3 separate regions of the Mus musculus genome follow, and all the other regions are linked to region 1. A link is a contact called in public promoter capture Hi-C data. All regions are on one chromosome and are shown on one strand. Each heading gives the region's core, a stretch centred on a gene start, on an enhancer-like site or on the middle of the called end of the contact. The rest is flanking DNA. Distances are from core to core; before and after follow the strand shown. Region 1 holds the start of Snrpa1 (small nuclear ribonucleoprotein polypeptide A'). Region 2 holds the start of Igf1r (insulin-like growth factor I receptor). Region 3 holds the start of Lysmd4 (LysM, putative peptidoglycan-binding, domain containing 4).

Region 1 (3,073 bases), core at 417-2,916:
CACCATGCCGTGCACTGAACAAAAATAAGGTAAATGACGAAAGGGTTAAGTGGAGGCCTTAGTGCTACAAAGCTTGAAGTAAAACTGAAGAGGCTGAAGGCAAGAGGAAGAACAGATGGGCATATTTACTAGTATTGGTGCCCATGGTTTATTAAGAACGTCTATGAGGTATTCACATTCGTCACTGAGCTAGGTACTATAAGGAAGGACACAACCCAGCTGTGAAGGAGTGCAATAAAAGATATGGTAGCAGAATAAGCATTCTCCAGACTGCACGGTTTTCAGAGAGACAGCAGACATCAAAACTGTGCCAAGACAGTGAAAGGACCCAGATGCTCCTGAACCGGACTTTTCTCCAAGAAAGTTAATTTCATTCAACAAACACAAAGAACACTAGGATTTCCCATAGGCAGGAAGAAACTTTCAAAAATGGCAGTGCACAGCGCCCCCGAGACTTTGATTGCCTCTGGTCACAGTCTTATAATCTTAACCCCTTCCAAAGCCATCTCCTGAATAGTTAACGATTACCTCTCAGTTCTATGTTTTAAAAATCAAGTGCTACTTCTGTCAGAACTGAACAGGTGAGTTCCGCCACCCCACACACAGAAGTGACCATTATGCCACGGTCAAACAGCTCAATCTTGAAAACACCAAATTATCCGGGGCTGCGGGTCTGGCTCAGTAGCGCGAGTGCTTTCCTGACAGACATGAAACCCTGGGCTCATCCAAAGCACCATATAAACGTGGTGCAGGCATTTAAACCCAGCTCCCAGGAAGTGGAGGCAAGAGGGTCCGAAGTTCGAGATAAACCTTAACTATATAACGGTTTGAAGTCAGCTCGGAATACACGAGACGTTGTCTCAAAAACAAATGAACAAAACCAAACCGGAATTATTGGGGCAATTAAGGTAACTCTGGTACATATCCACCCTACCCTCAGGTGCCACATTAACGCTTTTGCTAAAAAACAAACAAACAAACAAACAAACAAACAAACAAAAAACACCAGCCAGCAGCCGGCCTGTCCGTAGCGTTTTCTATTTTCCTAGTCCTCCAACAGTTAAAGCTGCTCGATGAGCGGGGCAATGCCTAGTGAGTACGGTCCGGGGAAGGAATCGAGGCGCCGTGTTTGCTAGCCGGAACGCCGGTAACAAACAGCCCCAAAGGGCCCTGCGGGACGGTGGATCGGAGGCGCCCAGCCCGGGTGGAGGCCCACGGGCCAGGCTCCAGCCTCTGCGCACGCGGCGGGGCTGGTTTCCCGCAGCCACGCGCCGGGGCCGGAACACAGCCCGCGCTCCGTCTAACTCACCCCGGAGGTCCAGTTCACGGTCCCGTACGGCATTTGTGTACTGCGCCGCCTGCTCGATCAGCTCCGCCGTCAGCTTCACCATCCTGTCGCAGCCCGCGGACCCTCACCTCCGACACCAGCCTGCGCCTCCCGCCAGTGCCGTGTCCCACAGTGCACCGCGCCTCGCCGCCAGACAGCACCAATCGTATCCCCGCGCAGCTCGACCGCCAGGCTAAAGCAATCGAAGACGTAGCCCCCGTGTCTTTGCTTCTGGGTTCTGGGCTTGAGCGTGCCTGGGAGTGTGGGGAGCCCAGATTCCAGTTTTTTTAATCCAAAAGATAAGAACACGCGAGGGATGCTCTGTCTCACGTCAGTGAACCTCAAGGGAGGGGTAGTTGGGACTACTCTCCCTTCTCCACCCAACAAGGGGCGGAGACTGTGAAGTCTCCTGAAAGTCAAGTTCCTAAATGTCTAACTTGGGCTTCCGCAGGTAAGGGGCAGGACCCGTAGGCTGGATTGCCTTAAAACAGAACCCTTCTGACCTGGTACAGTCACCTTAAAGCTTGAGGGTGAACTTGTAGCCTGTAGACATTTAGGTGTTCATACCAAAGCGCTGGTCAGGTGGCTTAGAGGTTAAGAGCACTTGCAACTTTTGTAACGGACTTGAGTTGGCATTCCAATATCCGTCTGGACACCTGACAACTGCTTGTAACTTCAGCCTCAGGGGATTTGCCGTCCATTTCTAGCCTCCTCAGACACCGGCAACCGCAAACACACACACACACACACAAATAAAATAAACCATAAGTGATATTCATATTGACTAGCTGTGATGGAGAATGCCTTTAATCCTAGCAGTTTGGAGACAGAAGGAGGTGGATCTCGGAGATAGAGGCCATCCTCGCCTACAGAGCCAGTTCCAGAACAACCAGGGATACACAGAGAAACTCTATCTCAAGCAAACAAACAACACCAAAAAAATTCATACGAAGTGCAGGGGAATACACATATCAGAAATTGCCATGTGATGAGTGCCCCACAGTGAATACAATATACCTGCAGAGCCTTGGCCTCTGTCTCCAAAGGCTTAAATGCACAAAATCATGTGCATATTTTTTTAAATCATAGCTTACTAATTAATGTACATGCCCACCTGTGTATACGTGATGACCCCTTCAGCCCTAGGCCATCAACTCCAACTGAGGCTGCACCTTCACTAGTGACCATCCCTGGCCTCTCACAGTGCCAAGCCTTAAATGCACGAAATCATATGCGTATTTTTTTTAAATCATAGCTTACTAATTAATGTACATGCCCACCTGTGTATAGGTGCAGGGGAGGCTTCAGCCTAAAATTCCCTGGAGCTGGCCGTTGTGATCCTTTGGACATGTGTGCTAGAAGTCAACCCCTGGTCCTCAGCATGAGCAGAAAACACTCTTAAAAATACTTTTAGAAATTATTTGTTATATCTCTGTGGTTTTGGGCACATGAGTGCAGATACCCACAAAGGCCAGAGGTGCCAGATACTCTGAAGTCGGGGTTACACGTGGTTGCTGGGATCTGAACTCTGGTCCTCTGAAAGAGCTGTACACACTCTCTTACCTGCTGAGTCATGGAATGACTGACCTGAGAAGGAACTTGAACAGCTCACTCTCCTGCCTCCATCTTCATGTGCTAGGATTATTGGAGTGAGTTTATGTAGTGGTGACCCCTTCAGCCCTGGGCCATCAACTCCAACTGAGGCTACACCTTCACCAGTGACCATCCCTGGCCTCTCACAGTGCC
Region 2 (3,073 bases), core at 162-2,661, 1.9 Mb before region 1:
TTATCAAGCCTTGGGGTAGGTGGGTAGACGCCCACAGGCTCCAGAGAAGCGAAAGGCCAAGAACCTGAGGGGGTCGATGGGCCCAACAAGTTGGGTGATAGGAGGCTGCGCCCTGATGTTTGGAAACGTGTCCTGGGGCCGCGAGGCTTCCAACCATCCTGTATCTCCCCCTCAAGAACAACTTACACCCCGCAGGGTAGGAGGCTCCGAATTGCCGCCACGGAGCACTAGGTCTACCCCAGCAACCACCCGTGGAGCCTCCAAGGGTGCTGTCATGGTGAGCTGCGCGGGATGGGCGCTGGGGTGCCAAGTGGAGCGCCCCGGAGGGGGGGGGGCGAGAGTAGCGGGGTTCCCGAGGCCACCCAGACGCCAACTTCCCCACCAAGCGCCTACGCGGGGGCTGCCCCTGACCCGCCAGCGAGAAGGCACTGCCCACCCACCAGGCCGCGTGCGGGACAGCGCTCCCCGGACAGCGAAAGAGAAAGCCCTAAGGCCCTTCCCGCGCGCAGATGCGCTGAGCTAGGGCTCTAGGAGCTCCTGAGTCGTGAACTCTCGGGCCCTGCTCTACTCCGGCCTTCCGAGAGAGCCCCACCCTCCACTCCCGAGCCCCGAAGTCCGACAGCTGCGCCCGTGGCAACTGGGTTTTCCCAAACAGGGCGCAGCCCCTCGGAGGAAAAGTTCCCGCAGTGGCCGCGGGCGGCGGGCAAATACTCACTTTCTCCACTCGTCGGCCAGAGAGAGAGCGCGGCGGAGAGAAACACGAGCCCCCACAGCGAGGTCGGGGACCCTCCTCCGGAGCCAGACTTCATTCCTTTTATTTGGGACGAAATTCCCTTTTCTCAAAAATAGAAAAAAAAAAAAAAAAGAAAAGAAAAAAAGAAAAAAAAAGTCTCCAACTCAGTCCTCACTCTCGTCCAAAAACAAGAGCGCAGGCGACGATCCTCGGAAAGCGGCGTGGACAAGGAGGGTGGCGCGGGGCGGCCCCTCAGCGCCGGCAGCAGCGGCCCACGGGGCGGCGGAGTCGGGAAGCCGGGGCGCGCCGGGGCGGGCTGTCGGCGTCGTCGGCCTCCATTTGCAAACGCAGAGATGCAGAAGAAGGAGGAAAACTGTACAGAAAGAGGAGCAAAGCCCAAATCGCCGCAGGCGAGGACAAACGCCACCCGATCCCCGGAGGGAACGACCACCGGAGCCTACGCGGCGGGAGAGCGCGACGCAGTTGGCGAGACTGGTCCGAAGTCCCGGGCGCGGGCGAGGCCGGCGAGGGGCAGAAATGCGGAGTGGAAATGAATGAGCGGTTCCCCCTCCTCCGGCTCCTCCTCCTCCTCTGGGCTCCGCTCGCCGCCGCCTCCTCCCTCAGCGCCGCCGCCGCGAGCTCCTTCCCAAATCCAGGACACACACAAAGCGGCGGCCGCGCAGCGCTCAGCGCTCCCGCCGCCCCGCGTCGGCCCCCGCCCGCCGCCGACTCCGTGCGCGGGGGCTCCGGCTCGCTGAAGGTCAAAGCCGAGCACGCCGCGTGCCGTGGAGCTCTCGCAGGCACGGGGAGAGGCGTGGAGGGTCCGGAGAGCGGGGCCGAGGGTCTGCGAGCGCCGGGCGCGCCGGGACAGGCTCGCAGGCAGCTTCCCTGTCGCTCGCCTCTCTCGAGTTCGCCCGGTGCGCTCGCTCCTCCTCGGTTCCCCCCCCCCCTCCTTTTTTTTTCCGCTCAGCGGAGTTAATGCTGGTAAACAAGAACCTCAGCCTCACCGCGCCGCCGCCGCCGCCGCCACACACTGGGGGCTCTACGCGCGCGCTCTCGGGGCCGCGCACACGTGCCCGCGCGCACACTCCAAGCGGCTACAGCCGCAGTCCCGGCGCGCCGAGGGCCGGGCCCCGACTCGGCAGGCGCCAAGAGCCGGAGTTCGGGATCGCAGGGACGTGCGGAGCGGAGCGCGGGCGTGGGGAGCCGGGCCCAGGAGGCACCGCCCCCCGCGCCTCCACCCGCGCCGGCCCCCGCGCGCACACTGAGCCACGCGCGCGCCCACGCTTCCGCCCCCACCCGCACTGCGCCGGCCGGCCCTGTCCGCACCCTCCCCTCCCGCAGGACTCCAAAAAACAATGCCCGGGGCGCCGGTGGGACTCGGTGGCCAGGGGGGCGGCGGCAGGGCGGGCGGGCAGCAGAGCGGGCGGGCTGCGGGCGCGGTGGGCGGGGAGTGCGGCCTCGGAGCTTCATTGAAAACAACAACAGCGCGGCTGGAGAGCGCGCTGGCCGACTCCGTGAAAAAGCTTCATTGTTTCTTGCAGCTGTTGCAAAATAAATAAATAAGTGCATGCATGCGGCATTTTTTTCGCAGTGTGGTGGAAAGCCCGGACGCGACGGGAGGGGCACACCTGGGGGAAAGGGGACCCCTGAAGACTGCTACGCAAGGCACTTTCCACGCCAGGCTTGGGCGCCCGTGGCGGCGCTCCTTGGGTGTTCCGGTGCTTGCGCGCAGTCGGGGAGCGGACAGGGTGCGGTCCGCGAGGCTCTATTCTCGAAGCACAGCGATTCCACCGCGGGCCCCCAGCCCTGGAAAGGGAACCCAGACAGGCGGCCCCTCGTGCCCAGGACCCGTCTCCGCGGCGGCCGCCAGAGGGCGCGACCGCAGCCTGGGAGGGCTGGCTCCGGGAATGTCGCCTCCCTCCCTCCGGGGGAGGAAATGTGGGGGCCCCGAGTCGGGGACCGACTCGGCTGGGTCGTGCTAGCCGGGCCTCCCAGCCCCATTCCTCTCCCGCCCTGAGGGCGCTCCACCGCATCGTGCTGGTCCGTGCTCCACCACGTGGGCAGCTGCGGAGAAGGACCGCAGCGCGTGTCAGGCTGCGGGAACCCGCAGCTGGGGGGCGTGTCCGAGGGCTTCCCAGGGAGGGGATTGCGGGCGGGGACCCTAACCCGGACAACGTCGTCTGGCTCGGGTCCCAGTCTTAGGAATGTGCGGCCGCCACCCGGAATCGGTGGCCACTGCAGAAACCCACCCGCACCTGCCTCCATTCCCCCCTCCCCTCCGCGTCCCTCTAGCTTCATTTGATCTGTAAGTGACTTGAAACTAGCACCAGCCCAAGT
Region 3 (3,073 bases), core at 147-2,646, 1.2 Mb before region 1:
CCGTGCCTCTCTCAACCCTGGAGGGCAGAGGGACTGAGGTCAGCTTACTTTGCAGCCATACTGGAGAGCCAGCTTGTTGAGGCTGTCTTCCTGAGCCAGCTCCCGCTGCAGCAGAACCATGGTGCCTGCTCCTGGCCGTTGGCTGCTGTTCTTCTGGTGCTCCTTGCCCCGGGGTCGTAACACCACCTGATGTGACTCTTCCTCAGAGGAGTCCCCAGAGTCCCCGCTGCCATTGTTGAACATGTAAACGTGGCTGTTTGGAGTCCTGCAGACAGCAGCTGGACCTTGGAAGCTCTTGGCTAACACTTCCTTCTGCCTCATTTTCTCTTAACTGAAAATCAGACCTGGAGTTAATTCCACACAAATGCTATTCATTTTCCTCTGGCTTCCTAAAGAGGACTGTCTCGTTAGTAACTTCCTAATATTGCCAATATCAAACAAACAGCATCAGGACAGAAGGACATCCTCACACCTGTCCACCTGATACTGACACAGAATAAGATCATACTTTCCCTAAGTGCTTACTGTGTGCAAAAAAGATTCCCCACCCTTCTTCCCCACCCCCAGCTGTGCTTCCCCTAGCCCACAGAAGAAACCACTGTGTCTCAGCACTGTGTGAGGTGACAACTGTTCTCAGCTCTCTGACACTGAGAATCTTACACTTAGAATCTTTGGACAAAAACCTCATTAGGCATCCCAAGGTGTCTTCAGGGGAAAGGACAGAAGCTGGGAACAACCATAGTTCTCTTATTTTGACCCTGGCTGACGTGACCTAATTGATGAGCAATGGAAAAACCTATCAAATTTCAATTTGTCCGTTTCTCACAGTCATTCTGGACTCATTTCACCCCCACGGTCCCCTTATTGCCACCTGGAGTCAAACGCCAGAGCCACAACCAACCTTTCCCTTCCAAATGGCTGGAATGAGACTCCAGGCATTCCTGGCGGTCCCTTCTGCATGGCCCTTTAAGGGAACAGCCAACCTCAGGTATCTCCCTCTGGTCTCAAATTCTGAGCCCCTGGCACCCGGGGCGGCCAAAAGAGGCCTCAGTTTCCCTCCAATGACAGGTGGGCTGTCATTAAGCAGGAGACAAAACAAATTTCAGACGTCCCCGCCCCTGGGCCTAAACAGGCCCGGCCCCAACTTTCCAAAGAATACACATCCTGCCACTCCCGCAAGCCGGCACCAGCCCTCTGTGGACACAGGCACTGGCCCTGGATTGGCAGCCCTCCACTGAGCCCACAGTGACAGGGCCAGAAGCCCTGGCCCCCCAAGTCAACCCAGCAGACCCTGCTCCAGGTTCGGGTACCTCGCTCCCAGGCTTCACCGCCACCGCGCCCGCCGATTGGCTGCAAAAAGCAGGTCTTCCGGGGGCGGGGACTAAGAGCCAACCAATGACTTCAGAGGAGGGCGGGCCCTGGCAGAGCCGGGAGGTGCTGAGAGGTCAGAATGAGGGCGGGCCCTGATGGGCGGGGCTCCAGCGTGGACCCTGGACTTGTGCTCCTATGTCATTTATCCCAGCTGTTCCCGGTTTCCCCTTCTGAGCCAGGTATCTTGGCCTCCTCGGTGGCCACAGCTTTCTGCTAAGCCTCGGTCTTCTTCCCGGCAGGAGAGACCTTTGACCCATGTGCGTCCTGATCCGTGGCCAGGAGCGTACCCAGTACGGCGGTGCGCCACTCGAGAGGCCTGACCCAGGTAGCCTCAACCTGAATCTTCGACCCAGTATCCTTTGAGGGGCCGAATGGTTGCCAGCCCCTGCCCAGAGATAAACAGAAGTCCAGGGATGTGAAATGTTGCCCTGACAACACAGACCAGAATTGGATAAAGGAGAATATGTATCATCTGGCCAGCCAGAGCGTCCCTGCTATTTGGAAAAGGGCGGAGAACCTGTGGCATTGTTTTGTAACCAAGATTAAAATCCTTAATGGAGTAAGACTCATCCAATGAATAAGGAAGAAACTAAGTGTCGTGGGCAGGCATTACACCAAAGAATGCAGATGGCTGGCCGCTGAACCAAGGTGCTAAGCCTGTCTGGGAATCAACATTGAAACAAGAGCCCAGAAATTCTTCCTATGATTTAGAATAAAACTAAAAGTCTTACTCTAAATGTCTAAGGCCAGGAAAGCACCAGGTCATGGCCCTCTCTGCTAGCCACAGGACTCTTCTTTCTGGCTTTAAACATCTGTTTAAACATTTGTTTACTTTGCCCCCCAACCCAGGAGGTGAGCCTCGCTAATATACCCAGCACATGTGTTTCCCACTGAGGTATTTGTGGTTTGTGACAGTTTACAGGCTTGGATGAGGCTGCCTGAGAAGTATGAACGCTATGTCCCACCTATCAGAGTGGGCCAGGTGCCCAGCCACATGAACAGGTCCACTGATCTGATCCCAAGTTAGTGGAGACCCACCCCATCACCAGAGGTATCCACTCGGATATCCTTCAACCCTTGTCAAACATGTTGTCCCCTCCCAAGTCCAGCCTTCTCCTGGGATAGAGGATGCAAGGTAGCAGGGGCCAACTATTTAGCTTTCTGAATATGGCTCTGAACTCCAGGGCTAAGCAGAACTGCCATGGAATGTCGAAAGTTTTGTCTTTTAATTTTTTATTTCTTTTAAAGAGTCTAAGCCAAGCCCTTCACAAGGGCACTGACCCAGTCCCCTCTTTAAGGCTCCACCTTAAAAGCTCACTTCAGAGGGTAGGGTTTCAACAGGAAGGAAAGGGGACACAAGTCAGTCTATGGCAAGCCTGAATATGAATTCCTTTCGTGGAAAATGAATGTTTATGCTTCTCATTGTAGCCAGCTTTCCCCTCTTACCTCATGAGCTGTGTGTGCTGAACACTCACCAGGGATCATCCCAGCAACATTTGGTCTTCAGACTAGCAGGGATTATATCAGATCCCAGTCTATAGAGGAGAATACTCAAGTGTGAAGACAGCAGTGTGAGGTGTGTGCCTAGATGGCAGCCCCAGCCCCCCCAGACCTACACCACGCCTCCACCTTGACTTGGTTTTCCTTTTATGGAACTGTGGGAATGAGTCTGAGGCACTTTGTCAAAGCAGCTGAAACTGAT

What was found. Promoter capture Hi-C pulls out the DNA fragments that hold promoters and counts their contacts.
Region 2: a contact with region 1 is called in a promoter capture Hi-C map of pre-B cells, with 5 times the contacts expected there. The contact joins the promoter of Igf1r here to the promoter of Snrpa1 in region 1. A contact is called at or near these places in 1 of 39 promoter capture datasets (pre-B cells), 1 of 115 datasets of contacts at active chromatin or transcription factors (pancreatic cancer cells) and 2 of 9 other capture datasets (adipose tissue and liver).
Region 3: a promoter capture Hi-C map of pre-B cells shows a contact between it and region 1, with 5 times the contacts expected there. The contact joins the promoter of Lysmd4 here to the promoter of Snrpa1 in region 1. A contact is called at or near these places in 5 of 39 promoter capture datasets (the C10 cell line, HPC-7-derived erythroid cells, liver and 1 more), 1 of 484 Hi-C or Micro-C datasets (CD4 T cells), 3 of 115 datasets of contacts at active chromatin or transcription factors (large pre-B cells, pancreatic cancer cells and pro-B cells) and 1 of 9 other capture datasets (liver).

What each region holds. Positions count from the first base shown.
Region 1 is chr7:66,058,929-66,062,001 of GRCm38.p6, reverse strand. Snrpa1 (small nuclear ribonucleoprotein polypeptide A') reads right to left here and starts at 1,666. Exons shown (of 9, transcript NM_021336.4): 1 at 1,310-1,666. The coding sequence starts at 1,391.
Region 2 is chr7:67,950,595-67,953,667 of GRCm38.p6, reverse strand. Igf1r (insulin-like growth factor I receptor) reads right to left here and starts at 1,411. Exons shown (of 21, transcript NM_010513.2): 1 at 716-1,411. The coding sequence starts at 809.
Region 3 is chr7:67,220,867-67,223,939 of GRCm38.p6, reverse strand. It overlaps Lysmd4 (LysM, putative peptidoglycan-binding, domain containing 4), which reads right to left and starts at 1,396. Exons shown (of 3, transcript NM_175215.4): 1 at 1,311-1,396; 2 at 49-331. The coding sequence starts at 321. It overlaps 1700112J16Rik (RIKEN cDNA 1700112J16 gene), which reads left to right and starts at 1,482. Exons shown (of 3, transcript NR_131044.1): 1 at 1,482-1,696.